Regions from separate parts of the Xenopus laevis genome. Here region 2 is linked to region 1. A link is a contact called in public Hi-C data. All regions are on one chromosome and are shown on one strand. The core of a region is the stretch at or near the end of the contact, and the rest is flanking DNA. Distances in the headings are between cores, read along the strand shown.

Region 1 (6,659 bases), core at 2,708-5,207:
TGGTTTTTTGATTATGATGTTTGTATTTATTATGTAGGAGTCAGTGGTACATTTATCAATGCTGGGCAAATGTGCCCATGGGCTGTTACCTATAGCAACCAATCAGATTGCTGCATTCATTGTTCTTCTTGCAGCTGGCTTTAAAAAGCTAATCACTGATTGGTTGCTATAGGTAACAGCCCATGGGCAAATTTGCCCAGTGTTGATAAATGAGCCCCACTGATTAAGAACAGCCTTTGCTATACTTCCCACTATAAGAACATTCCCTGTATATGAGAACAGGGCTGAAGACAGAAGTTTACTTACAAATTATTGATATATACTTATCACTACTAGATATATCAGAGAAAATGTATATACAGACAGCTTGTGTTGAAAGGGCTAATTATCAAACTTCAAAAATTTGTAACTATTTTGTTTAAAAATAAAGTTTCGTTGACTTCTATACCGTATTTATTAATACATTTTCACAAAAAAATCTGGTGCGGAAAAAGACAATTAAAAAAAAAATCTAAATTGTACAAACAGCAATATACAGCACACGCCTATATACTGTCCCTTTAATTCCCTGTGAGGGGCAAGTGTGCTATGTGCAAAGCAAACATGCATGTAATAATAAAACAGTACCTTGTACTCAGGGACGGAACTAGGGGTAGGCAGAAAAGGCAGCTGAGTAGGGCGCAATGATAGGGGACGCTGGGCAGCTACCTCTAAAATTTTCTTCTGCCTACCCCTAGTCCGTGTTCGCACCCCTCATTCTTACTCTGCTTCCTTCCTTCCTCTCCTCCATCGCTCTCCCCTCCCTCCTCTACCCTCCGTTGCTCACCCATCCCCTCCGTCGCTCACCCCTCTGTCGGTCTCCACTTAAATATTCTGTATTGTTTATGAAATAATCAAGTTTATTTCACTATTCCTCTCTCAGCACTTGTTTCTCTTCATTCTCTCTTCATGCAGGAGTTGGGTGTCAGATAATCATTGACAGTTAGATCCAATATATCTTATAGGGGGCTCCTTTTGCCTAGAAGATGTATTAGAGCTCACTCTATTAAAATCACCAGACATCATGTCTCTCTACATGCAGAATTTGTACAAAAGCCAGTTATTTTGTTAGATTTTGTTTGTAAAGGAATCAGTTATTTGAGTGAGCTCCAATACATCTGCTAGGAAATGAAGCCCCCATATAAGATATATTGGATCTAACTGTCAATGAATATCTGACACCCAACTGCTGCATGAAAGATAATGAGGAGAAACAGATGCTGAGAGAGGGATAGTGAAGATAAACTTGATTATTTCAAAAATGATTTAGAATGTTTAATTGATTTTATTTAGAAAGTTTCTTATTTCAGAATGATGAAGCTCCCCCTTTAAGGTATGAAGATTCAAATTATGGAAAGATCCATTGTTTGGAAAGCCCCAGGTCCCGAGCATTCTGGTTTACAGACTGTCCAGCCTGCACTCATGCAGCTCTTGCACAGCTACCGCTTCCAGCATACACTTCTAATGGGTCCCAAGAGGGTAATGAAAGGAATGAAGATAAGAGTTGCCATCTCTCCCCTAAAAAACTAGACTGATACTGAAAGCACATGCCCTAGTACTGATGTGCAGCTACAACTGCTCTCTGCAACAATGCAGTACTCCTTTAAATGCAGCTCAGCACCTCTGTGGGTACATAATTATAGAGCGCATGGGGCATTGTCATCAAAACATCTAAAGTTTCCTAGATACATACATAAGAGGTGCTACATCTTTAGTAGTACAAAGGAAATGATCATCACCTAAAACACAGAACATGAAGGGTGACCCATGTTACCCACCTCTAGGAGTAGTTATAGTCAAAAATATCATGTATGCCATAGCCCATTGTAGGGTTATCAGATCACCAGAAGGACACGTCTAGAAAATTCTGCAGGGAGGCTGCACTTACTGTTCACCTTAAAAACTTTTTTCAGGTCAGTTAATTTTGGATTGTCTACCAGAAATAAATGTTGAAGTGTAAACTTACTTTTTTCACCTTAACAGTTAAAGTCTGATTTAAGCTCTGGGGGGGTCGCAGACCCTTTAACAGTTCTAAATTGATATATTTAGTTGCTTCTTTTGTTATCTTTGTCCCTGCTGAGCTGAATCCCTGAGTTTCATTAAAGGCAGCTGTTAGAATTGATACAATAGTTGCTAATATTCCACAGATACTGCTGAGAAATGTATCAACTAAATGTAGCAAATTGTAACTGTTCAGCTGCTCCTGGATCACTGAGCTGCCAGACTGAAACACTAGAGAGAGGAGCATTAAACTTAAATTCTGGGAAAAAGATAAAAGATGGAAAGCAACTGAAAAAAGTCTTTGTTTATGGTGAAAAATCTGAAGACAAGTGAACTGAAAAAAGTGTTTGGAAGGTGAAAGTCACTTGCATCCCTCACTGAAATTAGGGTCGCTATCTTTTCTGGAATAAAAAAATCAGCCTTCCTATATTTTTATCTTTTTTCCCTATGTAAAACATTGGCATAAAGCATCATTATTACCGTCCAGGCCGGCAAAATACAGGCCAGGTGGCAATGCTAACAGGAATGTTACATTTGGGTAAGTGTAGCCCATAAGAGACTTGTAGCTGGCACTAACCATTATAATTAAAATGATTTCAGCCAAGGTTTCCTTAAAATAATCAAAGAAATGTAAAATCCTGTGAGGCTGCAAAGCCCATAAACCTGTCTCTATAAGGGTGGTTAATTTTTCCAAAAATGGTGGCATCATTAGTGGTGGCACACGCTGCTACTTGGGGAGATTAGTCACCCAGCGGCAAATTGCCTCTTCTTCAGGCGCCTAATCTCCCCGAAATGCCTTCCTGCCGGCTAGAATGTAAATCGCCGGTGGGATGACACTCAGATCGCTTTGTTTTTCCAATAGTTGCCCTTAGTTGCAGTACCTCACAAGGAAACTTGGGGCAATTTTGGAAAGCCGAAACGATCCGGGAAGGCATTTCGGGATTAGTTGCCCCAAAGAAGAGGTGTTTTGTCGCTGGGCGACTAATCTCCCCAAGTAGCAGCTTGTGCCACCACCCTAAATAAGCATTAGGTTTGCGTATCATTAACCCTTGTAGAGTTAGGGTTACACTGGGCAATTTGGGGAGAATTAGTCACCTGGCGACTAATCGCCTCGTCTTTGCGGTGATCAATCTCCCAGAACACCTTACCTCTGTCTTGCGCTGGCTATAATGAAAAGTCGCCTGCGGCATGGCACATGCGTCATTTCATATTCCCGAAGTTCCATTGGGAGGAAACGGGGCGACTTCGGAATAAGAAGCACGACGTGTGCCATGCCGCAGTCGATTTTTCATTTTAGCCGGCGCAAGACAGAGGTGAGGCATTCGGGAGATTGATCGCCACAAAGACAAGGTGATTAGTCGCCAGGCGACAAAATCTCCCCGAATCGCCCAGTGTGACCTTACCCTAAAATATATTCCTTGCAAACTATAATCACACTTTAATTGTGACTGTTTCTCTGGGTTCCAGAATAAGGTTAATAATGGGTCACAGGCTGGGAGTCAGTAATGTACATCACCAAATATAACAAGTGTTACACACACACACCCATGTGTCATTTGTTATCAGCATTTTCATAACAAAGAGCCCTATGATACTGTGGGGGGACCAGTGCCTTTTCTGCCCTGTCCTAAAACTGCCCCTGGAAGGGGGTAGATAAGTAACCCCACAGGGCAGAGGGTCTACAGCCCAGTGAGCTGGTGAGGCTGCAGTGTAAGCCTGTGTATGAGAGACAGCAGCACTTCCGGGATAAGCTGCGCTCCCAGGGGCTGCGGAGGGAGGGGTAACACTCACAGAACAGCAAATGCTATTCAGCCCTGGCAGTTTCAAGGCGCCCTTGCTGGGGAATTACTGTATAGTCTGTAGCTACGGCTCTGTACCACCAGCGCTGGATCTGTGTGCGAGCAGGAGGGGAGGGGAAGCCTTAAAGTAACTCTGCTGCAACCTACACACACACAGAACCGGGGAGGCAGCCCGTCCTGCACACCCTCTATTCATATACTGCAGCAGCCAAGGGCCAAATACTCTGTGTCCGGCCTCCTCTAATAGCTGTGCTTGTCAAAGCATGCTGGGAATTGTAGTGCAACTACATCTACCTCTGTGCAAAGAAACGATTGAAATGATATAGTCGAATAATTGTATCCTTGTCCCGTTTATCTGAGGCTGTTCCCTGCCATGCCAAATAAAATAGGGCCTTTTTGTTAATAATATAAGGGAAAGCAGCAGGTTGGTGATAGAATGCTGCAGCTCTTCTGGCTGAAGGCTATACGTGCATTCTGGGAGTTGTAGTGTTACCAGAGTGTAGGGGAGAAATAATGAAACGCTATGTGACATTCCCACACTATTCAAATGGCCATTAAAGGTGGGGTTGCCACCTGGCCGGTAAAAATGATGGTTGATATCAATTTTATTAATAGGGAAAAAAGATCAATATATAGCAAGGCCGGTATTTCTTTCCACAAAAGGTGGCAACCTTAATTAAAGGGTGGTTGACCTTTGAGGTAACGTTTAGTATGTTATAGAATGGTCAATTCTAAGCAACTTTCCAATTGGCTTTTATTATTTCGTTTTATAGTTATTTGCCTTTTTACGTCTGACTCTTTGCAGCTTTCAAATGGGCGTCGCTGACTCCCTTCTAAAAAAAAACATGCGCTGTAAAGCTGGCCATAGACGCAAAGATCCTATCGTACAAATAGAGGATACGATTTTCGGGTAGCGACATTTTTGCGTCCGGCGGAGATCGGTCGTTTGGTCGATCGGACAGGTTTGATTTTGTCCCGACCATCCCGCCGGAGCCCATTGTGCTCTCATTATAATCCGATCGTTCAGCCATAGGGCCAACCGTTCAGATTACCCCCGATATAGCCATGTCCGTTAGTGGCATATCGGGGAAAGATCGGCTTGTTTAGCGATGTCGCCAAACGAGCGGATCTTTGCGTCTATGGCCACCTTTAGGCTACAAATGTATTGTTATTGCTACTTTTTGCTAACTATTAATCGTCTTTCTATTCAGGCCCATTCGTATTCATAGTCTCTTATTCAAATCGATGTACGGTTGCTAGGGTAATTTGGACCCTAGTTTCCGGATTTCAAAAAAAGCTCAATAACTCAAAAAAATTGCAAATTGTCTCAGAATATCACTCTCTACGTCATACTAAAAGTTATCTCAAAGGTGAACAACCCCGTTAACCCCACAGCAAATGTGAAATGATACAGTGCTACGCAATATGTTGGTGCTATATAAATACATGTCAATAATAATAATAATAGTGCCTTTCTTTTTAAGATATCCCCCCCCCCATTTATCCTGATGCTAAAGAGAGCGCATGCCAAGAGAAGGACTGGAATATGTGGCTGGTGCCGTGTGACTGCTACTCCATCCCATTCCACTGACAGGGCCCTGCCTGCTCACACACCAGCCAGTCAGCATCTTGTTTACAACACTAAATAAAAAAATATCTATAATACGGTGCCCATATCCCATACCCTGCTCTGCTTCTGGACAATGACCAATAGGATACGCCCAACACTACACTCGGGAAGTGCAGAGGATATAGAGGACCATTTGCAAGGCCTTCCTGGTGAAAGCCCACGTGTCATTCATACCTTAAAGCGATTGTTCACTTTTAAAGGAGAACTAAACCCTAAAAATGAATATGGCTAAAAATGCCATGTTTTATATACTGAACTTATTGCACCAGCCTAAAATTTCAGCTTGTCAATAGCAGCAATGATCCAGGACTTCAAACTTGTCACAGGGGGTCACCATCTTGGAAAGTGTCTGTGACAGTCACATTCTCAGTGGGCTCTGAGCAGCTGTTGAGAAGCTAAGCTTAGGGGTCGTCACGAATTATCAAGCACAAAATGAGGTTGGACTGTAATATAAGCTGATGCTACAGGGCTGATTATTAAATTCTGATGCTAGTTGCACTGGTTTCTGTGCTGCCATGTAGTAATTATCTGTATTAATTAATAATCAGCCTTATATTGTGACATTTGTATTCTATGTGTTCTGTATATTGTGAGTGGGTCCCTAAGTTCAGTAAGTGACAGCAGCACAGAGCATGTGCAGTGAATCAGCAGAAAAGAAGATAAGGAGCTACTGGGGCATCTTTGGAGACACAGATCTTTACTGCTAAATGGCTGTGGTTGCCTTGGGCTGGTACAGAAGCACAAAACTAAACTACTTCTTTAGTTTTACATACCTAGTCCTTTAAATTTACTTTTAGTATGATGCAGAGTGTGATATTCTTAGACAATTTGCAATTGATTTAAATTATTCATTATTTGTGGTTTTTAAGTTATTTAGCTTTTTATTCAGCAGCTCTCCAGAAGTCTGAAAAATTGAGGTAAACAACTCAAAAGCTATAAAATATAAACAATGAAGACATATTGCAAATTTGCTAGGAATAGGGCATTCTATAATATACTAAAAGTTACCTCAAAGGTGAACCACCCCTTTAAGCTGTCAAAGTCATTGCAGCCTGGTTTGAACTGTCAGATGGAGCCTCATGGCACATGAGATTTGGCAGTTGAAGAAATATGGATTAAATGAGTTAAAATGACTTTAGATAACACAGTTTCTTCAGTTAATCCTGAGTCACGACGCATTTAACACTCTA
Region 2 (6,659 bases), core at 2,184-4,683, 98 kb after region 1:
AAAAAACGTAACGCAGGGGAGCGCAGGTCAGAACGCCAGTGATTCCGCCAGCAAAATTAGCAAGATGGAATACAGACTTTACCAAGCCTCAATGCCTAACTGGCTTTAGTCCACTTTAAATTGAGTTACGTTTAGAAAAATAATTATTTACTACAAAAAAAAATTGTCTGACAAATTCATAAACATTAATGTCAGTTTTATTTTTTCTTATCACACCTTATGCCAAAATGTCTTCTTTATGACAAACATAGTTAGTGTTTCCGCAAACTGAAATCCATTTTCTGAATCCTTTAGACTGTAAGCTCTTGTAAAGGTTTGACATGTGGAGGAGCTTGTGACTGGGGGCCCTGGCCATGCAAGAAAGTGCATATCGGCATCCCTCCACCCTGACATAAGTGTGCAGTGAAAAGCACTGTGTGTCAGTGCAAGCACATGGTAGATTTTCATTGCTAAAATCACACACAAGTGCACTGACATGCAGATGCCATGCTATTCAGTGTACACTTAAAGTTGGGGCAGATTTATCAACGTGTGAATTTATAACTCACCACAATAAAACTCGCTCATTTTCTATTTATTCATATGTGATTTTTAAAAGCATATTTATCAAATGGTGAAGTCCATTGATAAATATGATTCTAAGGGCTCTTACAGACGAACGTTTTTAGCTGCGCTCCCCTGCGTTCCGGTTTCATGCGTTCACCTGCAGGGGAGCACAGGAGTAGACGCACTAAATTCTTTTCAATGGGGTTGTACTCACACAGACGCATGAAAGCGCAGAACGCAGGTTGGGACGCAGCATGTTGCATTTTTTCTGCGTTTGCCACTTACATGCGTCTGTGTTCAAAAGAATTCAGTGTGTCTACTCCTGCGGCTGAACGCATGAAACCGGAATGCAGGGGAGCGCCGCTAAAAATGCTTGTCTGTAAGAGCCCTAAAACTCCCATAGGAATGACTAGAACATGGGTGAGTTTTTGGGTGGTAAACGCTAATCTCACATTTTGATAAATCTGCCCCATTAACAATAACAACTGACTGCAGGGAATTCAGGGTGAAACACCTGCGACTAAGGACCCTAAAGTTAGAGTGGAAGGCAGTTTTTCTCCCCTAATGTATTTACTCATCGTGTGACAACAAGCCTGTGTGGGGGAATTTGCAAAAGTGGAGTGAACTAAGATTAGGCTAAGAAATATTAACCTAGAGTTTAAAAAGTTATTCATAAAAGCCTTTATCTTTTTCATGAATATGATGTTATTGTACACTTCAGGAATGCCACTTTAATCATTTTGGAGTTCTACATTTCTCCATACTAAATCTAGAGTTAATGTTAAGCCAATATATATGTACGCATTTGGGAGTTATTAATGCCATTGTGCTGGAGTTAATAACATCAAATTCAGGAAGATGGAGTTGAACTGTCAAAGTCATTTTACTCCAACTTTTTTGATGTAAAAACATTTTGCCATTGGGTGGATTAAAAAGAAGAGGCGTTCAGGCAATTGTCAATTTGCCATTTGATTCTTTTACGGTGTGAACTAATATTTAAATTTTTATATTTCATTATAATGCCAATTTTGTGAATGCCCACCCTAGTGTAGGTACTGGTACGTGATTCAAAGATACATTACACGTGGGCAAAACGCTATGACGAGTGCGGAAGCAGAACAAGGACATGAGCAGTAGGGATTGAGTAACGCTGAAGATATCTCAGTATAGACTGCGGGGAACCTTTTGATTTTAATTGCAATTTTAAAGTGGAACATTGTAAGTGCAATACTTTCCTTTATTAAAGGCACATGCTATTCTTTATTGTCCAAAGGAGGATTTTTGGAAGTAACCATAGAGATTTGATGATTAAAACAAAACCTATTTGTCTGTGAGTATAATCAACTACCAGAAATAATTTTGGCGTGTGGGTATTTATAGGGTTGCCACCTTTTTTGGAAAAAAATATCGGCCTTCCTATATTCATGCCGTTGTTTTCTATTGATAAAATTGGCAGCATGCATTATTTTTAAGGGCCAGGCCGGTAAAATACCGGCCGGGGGGCAACCCTAGGTATTAACCATACTCGATGAAGAGCCTTCCCTTCTTTAAAACACGTTTAGGTACTGGTACGAGGTTCAGAGATACATTACACACAGCCAGAACATCAGATTAACATCACAGCACTTTCACCAAACTAGAGTAAGCATTCTGTCAAAAATCCCATTTCAATGTACTCCACCGTTGTGTATTGTAGTCGCTATGCTGCTAGCCATTCTACTTTTGCATTTGGTTGATAATAACAACAAGAGGGCTGCATACTGGACACCACTGCAAGTTTTACCAGTTGTCTCTGTAAAATGCTATCACATTACTTGCCTGCATAAATATATTTACAGTGTTATGGGGTTTTCTAGTGTTGTATGGGTTACCAAATAGTGATAATACTACGCATAAACCCGTGGCTGTGGCATTAGTGATGGTGCCCATAGACTAGGACCAGTGTTGGACTGACCCACTGGGATACCAGGAAAACTCCCGTTGGGCCCAGGTGTCAGAGGGCCCTCATGCTGCTAAACATTCGGCTTGATTCATGGTAATTCCCTATTTCTATAAAAACAAAGAGGCTAAATTAGGGTTGCCGCGTTTTCTGGGAAAAAATACCGGCCTTCCTATCTATTTATCTTGTTTCCCTATTAATAACATTGGGATCAGCCATTATTTTTACCGGCCAGGCCGGTAAAATACCAGCCAGGCGGCAACCCTAGGTTAAATAGGTGGAATAATAGATTATAGTATGTAAAGAAAAGAGACTAGGAGAATAGATGTTGAATGAGGAGAGGAAAATAATAATAATACTGAGATTATGCCCCTAGTCTAAGGTTTTTGGGTGGGCCCCTGGTCTAAGGTTTTTGGGTGGGCCCCTGGTGTCCCAGTCCGACACTGACTAGGACTAATAAAGAGAAATACTAGAGTAATATTACACAATGTACATTGGCATAATGAGGGTGCAGTGACATTACCAGGGCTTTCCCTGTAAGGTTGTGGCCTTCTCTGGAATAAAAAAGCAGCTTTCCTTTATTTTTTTGTTTCTCTCTCATAATATCAAGTATGAAGTTTACAGACTGGTAGACAAGCCTAGCCTAGGAAAAACATGATTTTAGTCAGGATGTCCCTGGGCTTGGAGTTATAGCATTGGAAAAGGTCAGCCTTAGCAAGGAACAGTAATATTCAGGGTGCCTGGGAATTGCTGAGGGATCCCCTGGCCTAGGAATGAGAAATAACATTGGTGACTAGTGCGTCCCTAGCCTTGGAATTATGCGGATCCAGCCCACAGTTTGTGGCTGGCTGGGCGCAGAGGCGGGAGTGGCAGCCATTAGAAGGAACAGCCAGTTGTTTAAAAATCCTTCTAGAACGGTTTCAAATCCCCCCTCCTCCCCCCAGCTCAGAGAGAAAGGAGGAGGGGGAGGAAGCCGCTCTCCCTCTGCTCTGCTCTCAGCCCAGCCTGCTTAGGAGGAGGGAGCACGGGAGAAGGTTGGGGGTGTGGAAGGAACTGCCTATCATGTTGGTTGCCATGGGGAGAGGGTGGGGCTGGGAGCCGACCGGGCCTATCAGGGGCGGGCGCTGCTGGTGTCGCCATGGTGACGGGGTTGTTCCTGGTGGAAGGCTGTGATCGGTTGACAGGTGTGTGTGACAATCGGAGCTTTCTGCAAGCATGTACGCCAAAGGCAAGAGTAACAGCGTACCGTCCGACAGCCAGGCCAGGGAGAAGTAAGTGGCACTCAGACCCCTGTGGGGCCGCGGGGCATGGAGGCAGCGGGAGGTGCAGTTGGGGCACTGGGGGCAGACAGACATGGGGCTGAGAACTTCCTGCCTCCTCTTGGTGTAACAAGGAACGGGGACTGTGTGAAAGTAACTTTGCTGGCAGTGGGGTGAGTAGCTGCTGGGGGAGGCTGGGGCCCCATATCTCTCTGTTGTACAGCAAGGACACTGGGGAGCTGCTGAACTACAACTTGCATCCTCCTTGCACAGTCACAGGGAGCTGCTGGGGTGTACTGTCTGTGCCCATTGACTTTGTGCTTGAACAACAGCTGGAGCTCTTCTATCTGATCATCCCTGAGTGAAGTGGAGGCTTCTGGCTGTGACCCATGTCATTACATAAGTGCTACTTTACTGCACACATATCCCACCTATATCCCACCTATATCCCATCTATGGCCCATCTATGGCCCTCCAGCTTTTGTGCAATTAATGGCTACCAGCATACCTTCAATTGCCTGGGCATTGCTGAGAGTTGTAGTTTAACAGAGGCTGTTGGGGGGGGGGGCAGGTTGCACATGCCTCCTCTGCATGTTGTTGTATACAGCATCACTTGTAAATAGCTGCCTATCCTTCCAGGGTGTATAACCTGCTGTCCTCCAGCTCTTGTTTATCAACAACTCCCGGCATCCCTCGGCCATGTGAGGGATATGTTGGAAGTTCTATTTCAGAAGGTGTTTTGTATGGCAGGACACACATGTTGTGCTGTAGGTTGCAAACTCTGGGGTCCCTGGGCCTTCCCTGTCAGTGTGTATACATGCACCTCTGCTTTTGTTGTCTCTGTTGTATGTGCTGCAGTGTGTAGTATGCTTGGCACTTGCAACCTGCCTTGCTCAATTAGATTGCATGCCCTTTGGAACACTTTCTGCTATTTGTGTCAGTTGCATTACCATTGTTTGTTTCCCTCTGCCGCAGGGACCTATTACTGATCCAAGATATATCTGGGGCTGATTTGTGTGAATAGTATGTATTATTATCATTCATTACATAGTAAAAAACACATTTACCCAGCAATTGGTCCTTAGAGCTTACAGTCTAGTCCCTAGACATGGGCATTATTGTCGGTATCATAAAGAGCCATCTCTTGAGAACTAGTTGCAGGCTGGACTCCAGCAGGACTCCCAGCCACCTTGTGCACAGTCCAAGTGATGACTGGAAGTTTCAGTGGGTGCTCCTGCTAGTCCTGTTTTTTACAAGTGTTCCGTATGCTGAATGGAAAGGTGAGGGCATATGTACCATGGGGACATTATCGGGGGGACAGCAAACAATGGCTCGCTCTGTTTTTTATCAGCTCTGTCATCTCCTCCTGTGCTGCTGGAGTTAGTGTGGAACATGCCGAGCTCTACTTTGTGCCACGGGTCGTGTGTGTGTGAGCTCCTTGGAGGGAAAGTGCATGAGGAACAGGCAGGGGACAAGACTCTGCAGAAAGCATACATGCAATGGTGAGGGATAAATTGCCTGTTCTTATTTGTATCATAGACGGGAGGCAGTTGTGTCAGCTAGCAAAGTTCAACTTACCTGTCACTATTCCTTTCTTATTATAGCGAGGTTCATGTCCAGGCACAAGTGATTGTAGGTAGGAGCGTCTGTGTAGGACAGGTATAGACAACTCCTCGACATACTGTTCAACTACAACTTCCAGCATTTTAAACTGTGGGTTGTAGTTGAGCATCATCTAGAGAAGGGCTGCCCAACTGGCAGCCCATGTGAAAGTCTTCCTGCTGTGTCTGCTTACCATGTGTAAACTTTATCACTGCAGAGATTAACTGGCCCCTGCGTTGTTTAAACCTCCTATTCAGACTGTAGTCCCCTGTATTGTTCACACATGTAATCCCCCCTATATTGTTCACACTTGTAACACCTCTATTGTTCACACCCCTAAATCCTTGTACTTTTCACACCTGGTACCTAGACTGAGACTGCCCACATTGTTTACCTGTTTACTCTTCATACAAACTGCTGAAGGGGCACCAGCACTGTGTCACTGTATGTAGCACATCTTAAAGTGGTCCTGATAGGTTTCCCTGTCTTCTGCTCTATTCTGCCTTCCCTATGCTCCCTGTGTGTGCCATATTCTGCCTGCCCTATACTCCCTGTTTGTGCCATATTCTGCCTGCCCTATACTCCCTGTTTGTGCCATACTCTGCTTCCCTATGCTCCCTGTGTACCATACTCTGCCTTCCCTATGCTCCCTGTGTGTGCCATACTTTGCCTGCCCTGGACTGCCTGTGTGTGCAATACCCTGCCTACCCCATGCTCCCTGTTTGTGCCATACTCTGCCTGCCCTATGCTCCCTGTGTGTGCCATACTCTGCCTGCACTACACTCCCTGTGTGTGCCATACTCTGCCTGCCTTATGCTTCCTGTGTACCATACTCTGCCTGCCCTGTACTGCCTGTGTGTGCAATACTCTGCCTACCCCATGCTCCCTGTGTGTGCCATACTCTACCTGTCCTAAGCTCCCTGTGTGTGCCATACTCTGCCTGCCCTACACTCCCTGTGTGTGCCAAAAAAAAGATTGATGAGTGATATCCCTGCAGTTAGCACCAACGATTTGGTTCTTTTGGTGTGCTATCACTTAATTGTTAATGTCGGTATGGTCTTGTGGTAACATGGGTGTGGTTTAAAGTGGGTGTGGTTTAAAAACAGGGAGTGGTCAACACTGGCTTCCATTATTGGCCCTCTACCATGTAGGCCACAAAAATTCCAGCGCTTTGTATCACAGAAGTTGGACAGCACTGTTCTAGAGTACTGACTTGTGGTATAGACATTTTAATGTGGGCCTTTTGTGTATTTCAGTAATGGGCAGAAAAGCCTGCACTCAGGAAGGTTGTACTTTATAGAAATGCAGGAGGA

Evidence for each region. Hi-C and Micro-C count contacts between places; a contact is called where the count stands out from the background.
Region 2: a Hi-C map of the XL177 cell line shows a contact between it and region 1, with 3 times the contacts expected there. The contact joins the promoter of ssbp2.S here to the enhancer-like site in region 1. A contact is called at or near these places in 2 of 4 Hi-C or Micro-C datasets (the XL177 cell line and the XTC cell line).

What each region holds. Positions count from the first base shown.
Region 1 is chr1S:169,882,109-169,888,767 of Xenopus_laevis_v10.1, forward strand. No RefSeq gene overlaps it. Among protein-coding and RNA genes, the nearest start is that of ssbp2.S, 99 kb to the right of the region's middle. Within about 2 kb of position 3,958, at least 6 of the 7 cell types and tissues checked have an H3K27ac peak or open chromatin away from gene starts, as enhancers often do.
Region 2 is chr1S:169,980,530-169,987,188 of Xenopus_laevis_v10.1, forward strand. ssbp2.S (single-stranded DNA binding protein 2 S homeolog) reads left to right here and starts at 3,434. Exons shown (of 18, transcript NM_001086878.1): 1 at 3,434-3,756. The coding sequence starts at 3,701.